2 separate regions of the Macaca mulatta genome follow, and region 2 is linked to region 1. A link is a contact called in public Hi-C data. All regions are on one chromosome and are shown on one strand. Each heading gives the region's core, a stretch centred on a gene start, on an enhancer-like site or on the middle of the called end of the contact. The rest is flanking DNA. Distances are from core to core; before and after follow the strand shown. Region 1 has its middle 77 kb from the start of TNFSF8. Region 2 overlaps TEX48 (testis expressed 48).

Evidence for each region. A called contact is a pair of places that touch in the nucleus more often than the background predicts.
Region 2: a contact with region 1 is called in a Hi-C map of blood, with 4 times the contacts expected there. The contact joins two enhancer-like sites. A contact is called at or near these places in 5 of 14 Hi-C or Micro-C datasets (CD4 T cells, blood, cortical neurons and 1 more).

What each region holds. Positions count from the first base shown.
Region 1 is chr15:43,284,608-43,290,516 of T2T-MMU8v2.0, forward strand. No RefSeq gene overlaps it. Among named protein-coding and RNA genes, the nearest start is that of TNFSF8, 77 kb to the right of the region's middle. Within about 2 kb of position 2,229, at least 1 of the 40 cell types and tissues checked has an H3K27ac peak or open chromatin away from gene starts, as enhancers often do.
Region 2 is chr15:43,639,484-43,645,372 of T2T-MMU8v2.0, forward strand. The region is part of intron 2 of TEX48 (testis expressed 48); the gene reads left to right. Among named protein-coding and RNA genes, the nearest start is that of TEX48, 14 kb to the left of the region's middle. Within about 2 kb of position 2,433, at least 1 of the 40 cell types and tissues checked has an H3K27ac peak or open chromatin away from gene starts, as enhancers often do.

The DNA.
Region 1 (5,909 bases), core at 979-3,478:
GGGTTGAAGGGATTATCCTGCCTCAGCCTCCCGAGTAGCTGGGATTACAGGTGCCTGCCACCACGTCAGGGTAATTTTTTTTTTTAGTAGAGACGGGGTTTCACCATGTTGGCCAGGCTAGTCTTGAACTCCTGACCTCAGGTGATCCACCCAACTTGGCCTCCCAAAGTGCAAGGATTACAAACCTGAGCCACTGTACTCGGCACCTCTTTTTACATAATGACCCCAGTCAAAGTCTGGTGTATGTCTTGTTTAAACCTATCCCAAGACCTAGATACACTTGTGGGCTGATAGATTTTAAGCATCACTAGCTAGGCTGCTAGAAAAGGGTTGCAGGAAGGAAATTGCATGGGATGGAGTAACCACAGGTTGGCACCTACAAATAGTAGGTCAAGAAAGAACTCTCTGAAAAGGTAACATGAACCTAGACCTTCAATGTGGTCCATGGCATAGTTAATGCACAAAGCCTGGGGAGGAAGCATCTTGCTAAGTAAAATGGCTTCTGCCAACACTTTTATGTGCATATCATCTCTGGTTTCAGAGCCGATGCAGTGGTCAGGTTCTCCTTCAAGCACGTGCCTCTAAGGCTCTCCACTTCTCTGCCTTAGGGCTTTCTCAAGAGTATGGGAAGCCCACTCAGATCTGAGCCAGAAATATTTTCAAAGTGGAACATCAGCTAGTGAGGGAGAAGACCAGTGGACGAATGTCCCAGGCTTCTACAGGACAATTCAGAGGGGTCCTCATGGGGATCCATGGTTGCACAGAGCAGGAACTAATTGAGCATACCACATATTGGCTTTTCCTCCATCCCTGTCTTACCCTCACTCCTGGTCCCTCGCCCCTATATCCTGGGGCACCTCCTAAGCCCTTGTCTCAGGCTCTGCCTTAGGCCTGATAAGCTGAGGCAGAAGCTCACTGTGGTTACACAGTGAGAACCAGGAGCTCCATAGGAGACCAAATCAGCGAGGTCTATGTGGGCCAAACAGTGAACAGCCTCAGGAAAAGCTTTACATTTCAATCCTCAGTACCCAGGTGGTCAAGGTGATGGAGCCCACCATGGGAATCCAGCAGACAGGGTTGGAGAGTGCTGTAGCGGGACATAGGATCTGGCCTCACCAGGGCTACATAGTCTTTAGGTCTCAACTAAGATGACTAAGGCTTAGGGCAGGAATTGGGACTAGCAGGAAAGGGACACTGAGCCAGAAGGCTGCTCATAGAAACAGGGCCAACAGGGAAGCCACAAGATGCAGGTCTGACTCAACCATTATGCAAGAACCCAGAACTCATCTCTAGCACATTGGATATGGCATGAAAATAACCGCAACTTTCCTGAATGCTGCCTATTTACAGTCAGTCTGCTAAGCAGTTTTCATAATGAGCTCACTTAGACTTCAAAACTACCTTATAAGTTATTCTCCCCATTTATAGATGAAGAAATTGAGGCCACTAAACTCTAGAATGAAGGTTTAATCCAGAGTTACTGGATTCCAAATTCCATGCTCAAGACAACCAACTACCTTGCCAGGGTCTGATGGGGCTGCAGCAAGGTTCAAGGTTAGTGACTGGCCACCAAGATATAAGCTTGATGGCTGAAGGTGGGAAGGCCTGGGAAAGGTAGGAACTGACCCTCAGTGTCAAAGTGCACACACAACATGGGTCCACTGGCACCGCCTGAAAGGAGATATTTCCTTTGCCACAGACTAAGTCCTGACAGGACACAACACAACTATCTTCCCATTTACGAAGGAATGTTTCTCAAATTTGTCTTCTACTTTCAAAGCCATAAGGGAAAGGACACCAGGTAGGGGCGAGCAGGATGCTTGGCTACATGTCATGTAAAAAAGAAACCACAGCCATCCTTATATTTGCACAATATGCACCCATTTACAAAAACAATTCTAGCATCTGAACTCACAGCCCTAGGGGTGGGCAGAGCAGGCTATATAATTCCCACTTCAGAGAGGAGCAACCTGAGGAGCAGAGATGTTGAGGGGCAGAACGGTGTGGTAGAAATACCAGTCATTGGACATGAAACCAGGAATGCCTGCTCTAGTCTAAGCTCCACCCCAGACTCGCCTGGACTCACCATGGGCTTCCTATACTTGCTGGTGCTGACTTTATGGACTGCATGTTGGAGAGGGAAGAGTCCAAAGATGGAAAGAGCATTCCTGAACAGTTGCACAGAGCAGAGATCAAACACAACAGAAGCAATGAGCAAACAATACATTTTTATAGTGTTATGCCATTGAGCTTATGGAGCTGTTTTCAGTTAGCCTACCCTGACTAATATATTCCTTCTGCAGTCAAGCCTGCTTTCTCCTCTGACTTTAGTCCAGCAAATTTAGCATCCTTTGGAGATTCTATCCAGTGCTTTCTAAGTTGGATTTCACTGATAGAATGTTCCTTGGTTCCTGGACCCTGATCCTTGTTCAGTCTCTTCTCTATTACTCTGAATATCAGTAAGAAGGCAAACCCACACATTACCCAGCTCTCCTCCCTGGTGGAGGAGAGCCAGTTCCATCAGATAATCTAAAAGACTAATCACAGGGCACCAGATCCAGTCCCAGGAGACCCGGGGCTGACTCAGCTTCTAATGCACTTTGTCTCCTTATCCATGTGTCATTCACTCCATCTCTAAAATGAAGAGGTTGACCTCACTCATACCAAAGCATCCTGCTAACATTTTAGGATTCTAACACATAGACTCAAAGCACAAGAGAGAAGGATGTGAGTTAATTAGTCAAAGCTGTGAGATAATTAATGAAGGTAATTTCCCCAGACTCTGAGGGGAAAAAAATTATATCGAAGGGGAGAGAATTGTTCAAGCTGATGTCATGTTTATGAAGGCAAAAGATCAGAATGTTTCCACGGCACATGTCCAGTGGTTTGAGAGGTAGCAAATGAGAATGGAGAGGCCGTAGGTGCTGGATTTGGGCAGGTCTGGGTTCAGTTCTCACCCTTACTCCTTACTGGCCGTGTCTCACTCTGTCACCTAGGCTGGAGTGCAGTGGCGTGATCTTGGCTCACTGCAACCTCCGCCTACCGGATTCAAGTGATTCTTCTGAGTCAGCCTCCTGAGTAGCTGGAACTACAGGTGCACACCACCATGTCCACCTAATTGTTTTGTTGTTGTTGTTGTTGTTGTTGTTGTTTTTGTTTGTTTGTGTGGTTTTTGTATTTTTAGTAGAAACGGGGTTTCACCATGTTGGCCAGGCTGGTCTTGACCTCCTGACCTCAAGTGATCCATCTGCCTCAGTTTCCCAAATGTTTCACCTTTCTAAGCCTCAGTTTCCTCACTTGTAAAGTGGTACATCTCAGAAAGTTGTGGTCATTAAATGCAACCCTGTGAGTAATGCACATAGTAAGTTGCAGAAGGGAATTCCCTTTACTCTCATCATGCCAGGGTGAGGATGAAGCTGTTTTGTGAAATCAGAGAGGGATACAGGCATTTCATTTTTGCCTGTATTTATTCATTTATTTCAAAATCATATGTCAGACACTGGCAATACAGAGATGAATAAAGCATGGCCCCTGACCTCAAGGAATCTAGGTGGACAGACAGGGACATATCCAAATTATTGAGCTCCTAGTGTGATAACTACCTCATACAAGTATGAGAAAGCCAGGCTTTCCCATTCCAGAAGCATACCAAAGGTAGACACATACAGATGTTCATAGAAACATATACAGAGACGTCCACCGGAATTACAGCTATAAATTTTAAGCAATTGAAAAAAATCAAATGTCCATCAATAGGAGATCAAATAAAATGTAGCAGATGAATAACTAGAATCATTAACATGTAGTCTTTAAAGCTAAGATTAAGTGAAAAATGCAGTGACCAATGCAAATGCAGTTGGATGCCATTTAATTAAATTTTGAAACACACAATGTTTTGTATTTTTCATAGATGCATGCATGTGTGTGATTTGTGTGCATAAAACCATATATTTTTAATGAACTAGAATCCACGTCAAATTATGAACTTCGTTGTTTCTGGGAAAGGTAGAAGGAAAATGAGTCCAGGGATCATGGTCAAAAGAAACAGTATTTTCATCTGCAATGTTTTCCTGATGTTTTTAAACATCAGAGGAAAATATGATAAGGCTAGAAGGAAATACGATAAGATCTTAGCATTTGTTAATTTGGATAGTGGCAATATGTGTGAATGATCGTATTATGAGTGCTTTTCTGTATTTTTCATAAGTTTCTCAAAATAAAAGTTATGAAGTATAGCAGTGGGTCATACAAAGAAGTGATGAAAGTGTCCTTTATCTGTTAGCCTAAGTTGACTTTAAGGAAACCTCAGAAGGCCCTGGCTAGAGAACATGATCGAGGCAGGTTAGCCAGTGGTGATGAAGGCTCTTGGGGACTGTCAGTTTACCACAATGACACTGTACAGGAGACAGCACAAAGAGTTCGGTTTGAAGTTACAAAGACCTGGTTTTCAAACTTCTGTATTTACCACTTAACAGTGCGACAAGTTCACAAATGTACCCACACTTCAACTCTGATATGTATTGCTTTGTCTAATGAATCTAAGCCTTCATTTCAGTTAGCAGATAAAAGTGTGGACTTTAAATTCTATATGGTTTAGCCAGGTGCGATGGCTCACACCTATAATCCCAGCACTTTAGGAGTCCAAGTGGGAGGACTGCCCAAGCCCAGGAGTTTGAGAGCAGCCTGAGCAAGACCTCCTCTCTACTGAAAATAAAAAAATAAAAAATAGCTGGACTTGGTGGTGTGCATCTCCTTTCCCAGCTATTTGGGAGGCTGAGGTGGGAGGATCACTTGTAGTGAGCTGTGATAATGCCCTGCACTCCAGCCTAGGTGAAAGAGTGAGACCCTGTCTCAAAAATAAAAAGTAAAAAAAATAAAAATGAATTCTGTATAGTTTATTCTTAGTTTGAGCCAATAATTTTAAATAGTTCCTTTAAGAACTTTTTATTCTCTCTAAAAAAAAAAATAATAAAGTCCAATCTATGGTTTTTCTTCCAGCCATCACCAACTCCTCTCCTTGGTGCCTTCTGTAGGTTGGAGCCCTGAGTCACAGAGCCTGTTGAATGCTGGTGTCAGAAGGAACATTGTTGAGCTAATTGCATCTGCCCTGCTAGTGTTTGCAACTGAACTCTTTAGCAGATGAAACTTAGAGTCTGCTGTCTCTTTTTGGGCAAAGTGTAGGTGCTCCCTGGCTACCTCAGCCACACTACTTCCAGACCTTTCTGGGGACTTTCCATGAATCCATTCAGCCTCAGGTCAGATGGTTTGTTGTCTGTGCAGCCTTTACTACAGAGCCACTTTGGCCCTGCTATGGTGAGACCCTCTAATGAGCATCATACCCCTAGAAGCTCTCAGCTGCTTCTAGGTCTTGTCCACGGCACACAGGAACCAAGAGCAGTTTGAGAAAGCTAAACTTGAGCCTTTCTTGGCGTGGCAGGCACTACACTGCCATGTTCTTTGGGGGAGCTGCCTGATATTACTGCAGCATCCTGTGAAGTGGCTTTGCCTGGCAGCTCCCCAAGCAGAGTAGAAGCAAGAAGCACCCTCTGTTCTGGATGCCTGTTTCATTTATCTTAAGCACTTTTCCTTTGTTGTTCAAATGCCCAGGCAGTTACAAACTAGAACACAGGATGGTTCCGTCCTCTCTTTCCTCCCGCTCTGCCTTCTCCTTTCCGTAAAACCCTAGGCTGCTGTGATGGCTAATTTTATGTGTCAATGGAACTAGGCCACAGTACCTAGATATTCGGTCAAACGTGTCTGGATGTTGCCGTGAAGCTATTTTCTAGATAAGATTGATATTAAATCAGTAGATTTTGAGTAAAACAGATGACCCTCCATAATGTGGGTGATCCAATCAGTTGAAGGCCTTAAGAAAAACTTTGCCTTCTCTTGAGGAAGGAGGAATTCTG
Region 2 (5,889 bases), core at 1,183-3,682, 360 kb after region 1:
TTTGATAGCCAGACTGCTTTTTCTTTGGGCTTAGCTATAGATTAACCTCACCTGTGATATTAATCCAGGCACAACAGGGAGTGTTAGCAATGGTGCAGACTCCCCTAATCAGCTAAAATAAAACCCGAAGGTTTCTGTGATCCATAATTACTTGAGCTAAGGATTTTAAATTGGTCAGGTGTACCCTAGGATGTGGACTATATGATTTTCTATGTCAGTCAAGGTGAAGGGAGAAAAAAAAGCACTTTAAATTGTTCAACTCAGAATCCTCAGAAGTCTGTTTCACCTACTAGTAGCTAAACCCCCAAGAAGGGTTTCATCCCTTCAGATGCTGTGTAAGAAGGCATAGTCCACTGTGGGTGCTGAAGAATCATGCACTGGAATGGTCTAAATATTCATCATGCAGAACAATTAGTCTTAATCATAGTTGGAATAGAAAAGTCTGATCTCCACATAAGAAACAAACCATATCAACAAGCAAGCAGTATAGCTTATATTTATAGCAGTATAGTTCATCTATATTTATAGACAATGCCCCTTGGGAGTTTAGAGGCAGGATAGGAAAGTGTTAAGTGCAAAAGTCTCCTCAGAAAGACTCAGCAGACAGATACGGACAGCTGTCCTTCTGACATGGAACATTAGTTCTTCTAATGGCCTTTCTACATACAGTAAGTGCAAGTGTTCTCCACAGACTCCAAATTCTTAAGGAACAGAGGAAATTTGGGTCCTGTCTTTATTTCAGTGGCCAGTTGTTTTATCTAGTAGGCCGTAAGATTATTTTGATTTCCCGTTAACATTTTAGGACTCTTGGAAAATGATGAAGATATCTACACTAATGGAATTTCCCATTCCAATTGATTTTTTTCTAAATCCCCTATTTTAGATATGAGCTTTTACACAGAGAAGAAAGGGCTCCTTTTACTTATACTCTTTGCCCCAGAATGTCCTTTGAAAGTGTCCTGAAGTCTATTAAGTCACCTATTGATTCATCATTTTGTTTGTTATTAATGAATCTTTGCCCTATCTACCCTTAAGAGAAAATCTTTTGAAATAGTTTCATGTGGCGTACTTCCTATTTTTCTTACCCTCTCAAGTCCATTTTTTAAAATATTATGCTTAGATGGGTTATTTGAATCTTCTGACCTTTCTCATCCTGCTACTCTTAAACATTTTCCCCATTGTTGAAGGTCAACAATTTTTTTTTTTTTTTTTTTTTTTTGGAGTCAGGCTCTCCTGTTGCCTGGGCTGGAATGCAGTGGCATGATTATAGCTCACTGAAGCCTTGATTTCTCAGGTTCAAGCAATCCTCTCTCCTCAGCCTCTGAGTACCTGGAATTGCAGGTGCACACCACCATGCCCAGCTAAATTTTGATTTTTAGTAGAGACAAGGTATGTCGTCCAGGCTGGTCTCAAACTCCAAAACTCAAGCAATCTTCCTGTCTCAGCCTCCCAGAGTGCTGGGATTACAGGTGTGAGCCACTGTGCCTGGCTTGAAGGTCAACAACGAAATGAACTAATTGGTACAAATATGATAGTCCAAGACAATTAGTAATGAACAGAATCCTGAATCCCACAGGATACAGAAAACAAACTTTCTTTTGTTCTGAAATTTGGGAAGATTCTATTTTTACCCAACTCAACTCTTACTTGGTTTAAATTCAGCCTCTCTGGATCTACCTTCAGTGCAGAAGTTTTAGGTGGGTATTGTGCAATGTGATTGTTCCTTTCCAGAAGAATGCTCCCTGAAAAATTTATCTGGGCAACCAGGGGAAGGAATAAGAGGAGTATAAGTGGGTAGTAAAGCTCAAGTTGGGTGGAGAGAGAAAGAGAGAAGCAAAGAAAGTAGGTGTCAGAGGTTTGAGTGAGAGTAAGGTCTTTCTTTTTTTTTTTTTTTCTTTCTGAGGCCAGAGCATTCCAGACAAAGAAGCCTTCTATTATATGTTTGACCTTTTTGTCTTCTCTCTTCTCTAGAGCTCCTCTTAAATCTGATTTTTGACATCAAAACTTTAATCCTAAGTCATCTAGTAATCCTAAGTCATCTAGTGAATTTTTGCCATTTATTAAGACAAATACATGAGAGTACCTATAGTGGGAGTATATATATGGAGTTTTTCCAGGAAGAGGCAACAACCTTAATGCAGATGAGACCATGACAAGCAGGAAAGAGTACACTACAATTGATAAACAGTTTCTACTTGTGCACAGTGTCTTGAATTTCTTGGCCAAGCAGAGCCTAAAAGAGGCCATATGATCAACAACCTGAAAATTACTGACTCCCGAATATAAGCTAAAAAAAAAAAAAAAGTGACCTTCTTTTATGATTTACGAAGACAGAACACATGCTGACAAAGGTTTAGAGGGACCCAAGTCCAAGTTTTAGCAATTGCTCCTAGACAAATTAATTACCACTCCAACAAAACTCCAACCACCCAGGGCTGATTCATGGTGGGGGCTTGTCAGAGCTATGCTTCCATTCCTTTCTTATGAAGCGCTTCCTTCTACATTCAACGTACACAAGGCAGTCTGGAACAAAGCCAAACTCCATGAGGCAAGCATTTTTGTAAGTGGATGAAGACAATGGAAACTAAAGCAAGTAGCAGAATAAGAAGCAGATTAATGGCAAGGATGTTTGCTAAATGGTGCATCTCCAAAACAAAAGATCCAACTGCCTATATAAATTTCTATTTCTTTATAAATTATAGAAAAATGAAATAAATCCACTAAAGAGAGCTCAGTAAAATACATCAGAGCTCAAATCACGTTTAAAAAATAAAATCCCATGACATGACACTAAGTCTAGGGGAAGAAAAAGAAACCTCACCTGGCAGCAGATCCAAAAGACTATTGGAGATTGGGGCTAAATGGACCTAGTGAGTGCCCCCACTTTGACCAAAAAATCCCCACAATGGGGATATCTGTATGTGTCTAGCCTGCGTTGTATCTAACCACAGGGAACAGCTTATGTGCAGAAAGTTAAAAATCAGTTAGTGGAAGGGAAAAAGGAGATCTGTTGGGCATAGTTTTTTTTCCAACAGTCAGAGAAGGTTCATGTGTTTATTCAACAAATATGTATAAAGTACCGATTCTTTGCCCATCCCTGGGCTGAATGCTGAGGATACAAAAGTGAATAAAATACTGTCCCTGCTTCCATGGACATTTGTCTATCTTGTGTCTTGTTCACTGCTATCTCTCCAGCACATAACAGTACCTGGCACATGGCAGGTTTTCAGTAAATACATGTTAAATAAATGAAGAAGAAAAAAAAAAAAAAAAACTTGGCTGGGCTCAGTGGCTCAAGCCTATAACCCAGCGCTTTTGGAGGCTGAGGCAGGGAGATTGCTTGAGCCCAGGAATTCGAGACGAGCCTGGGCAATATGGCAAAATCCCACCTCTACCAAAACAAAACAAAAAAACAGACTATAACCGGGCATGGTAGTGCGAGCCTGTATTCCAAGCTACCCAGGAGGCTGAGGCAGGGAAATCGCTTGAGCCTGGGAGGCTGAGGCTGGAATGAGCCCTGATGGTGCCACTACAGTCCAGCACAGGTGTCAGAGTGAGACCCTGTCTCAAAAAATAAAAAACAAGAAAAAAAAAAGAAAAAGGAAAAAGCTCATGAACTAGTATCCAGACTGTCAACAATAGGCAGTTACAAGACGATGTTTCAGCAAGTATTTACTGAGCATTTACCATAAGTTAGGCAGTCACTGTACAATAACAGGCTGTGATACAGGAAAACACGGTGGGCCAGCACGGGAGTGCTGTGGGAGCACAAGGGAGGGACTCCTAACTCATCCTATGCCTTCCTATAGCCCCTGAGCTGAATCCTGGAGTTTAATGACTGAAGGATTGAGGTGAGAACATCCCAGGCAGAGGGAACAGGATGTGAACAGGATCCATTTAGTAAAAGGTGATTGGGTGAGCTGCCTATACAGCATCTCTTATGGCTGTAGCGTGGTGAGTGCAACCCAGAGAAAATGAGGCTGAAGAGAATAACAGTGGTGATCACAAAAGAAGTTGGATCTGCAGACTTGGGGACCCCCTTGGTGGGGCGGAGGGTTGTTGGGGCAGAGGGTTGTTGGGGCAGAAGAGAGATAGGATGTACATGTCTACCAGACAACTCCAGCTTTAGGTGGAGGCAAACAAGCCAATGAGAAAGTTTAAGCAGTGGTCCAGGTGAGAAGTGATGATGGCTTACACTATGGTGAAGGAAATGGCAAAGGATTGACTGGACAGACAGACTGAAGAGATATTTGGAAAGTAAAGTTCAAAGACTGATGAACGTGAGCAGACAGCAGGAGGCTGGCAGGCTTCTGACTCTAGAGACAGAGTGAATAATAGGACCATACCATAAAATAGGAAACATGGGAAGAAGATAGATATGCTTTGCAGCAGATGGGGAAGAAAAATAGTCCCAACCAGTAAACAGAGAGCAGAACTAAAATTGACTCATGAAACCATCAGAGTCAGCTTAGCAAGTGAATGAGGTAAGCTGTGTCCTACAGCTTGTGATATTCCTGGCACAAAAACTACCCCCCACCTCTCTACTGCCCCCAGGACCTGCAAATGCTTTTACTCAAGACAAAAATACATGCTAGTTTATTCTACAAACACCCTCAATTTTTATTCTACAAACAATTATTGACTTCCCACACTGCGCTAGGTACTGCTCTAGACACTGAGAATAGAACAGTAAACCAAAGAGCTAAAATCCATGACCTCATGTGACTTCTAATTTAGTGGGGAGAAGCAGACCTTAAGCACAGTAATTTAGCAAATAATGTAAAGTGTTAGGAAATGAAGCTGGGCACGGTGACTCACACCTGTAATCCCAACACTTTGGGAGGCCAACATGGGAGGATCACTTGATTTCAAGACCAGCCTGGGCAATAGAGTGAGACCCCTTCTCTTAAAAAAAAAAAAAATTAAGAATTTGCTGGGCATGGTGGCATGCACCTGTAGTCCCAGCTACTCAGGAGGCTGAGGCAGGAGGAGCCTAGAAGTTCAAGGCTGCAGTGAACCATGATTGTGCCACTGCACTCCAGCCTGAGCATACAGCTAGACCCTGTCAAGAAAGAGAGAGAGAGATTGAGAGAGAGATAGAAGGGAGGAAGGAAGGAAGGAAGGAAGGAAGGAAGGAAGGAAGGAAGGAAGGAAGGAAGGAAGGAAGGAAAGGAGGGAAAGAAAGAAAACGTCTGCAAAGAAAGCAAGGAAGAAAGGAAGAGTTAGGAAGTGTTGGGGTGCTGGACAAGAGGGTATAATGTTAAATACACCCAAGAAAGTCTCACTAGAAAAGGTGACATTGAAGCAAACACTTGAAGGTAATGACAGAATGTTGTAATCTAAGAGAACTGAATTCCAGGCAGAGAGTAAAACAAGCACAAATTGTTGAGTTGAGGGCTTGCTGTGTTTTAAAACTCAGCAAGGGGGCAAATGGAATTGGGGAATTGAAGGAACTGAAGACAGAGTTGGTGATGAGGGTTGTGAGTGGACAGGAGGGAAGAAGGATGATTACATTACAGAATATCTTAAGACCCAAGTGAGAACTTTGGTTTTTCTTCTGAGGAATATGCGAAACCACAGAACAATTTTGGAGAAAAGAAAGACTAAGAGAAAAAAATCTTTTTGACTCACTCCTGCAATCCCAGCACCTTTCGAGGCCAACGTAGGAGGATCACTTGAGCCCAGGAGTTCAAGACCAGCCTGGGCCACATAGGGAAACCCTGTCTCTATAAAAACTACAAAAATTAGCCAGGTGTGGTGGTGCACTCCTGTAGTCCCAGCTACTGGGGAGGCTGAAGCAGGAGGATCACTTGAGCCCAGGAGTTTGAGGCTGCCGTGAGCTGTGATCACGCCACTGTACTCCAGCCTGGGTGACAGAGTAAAACTCTG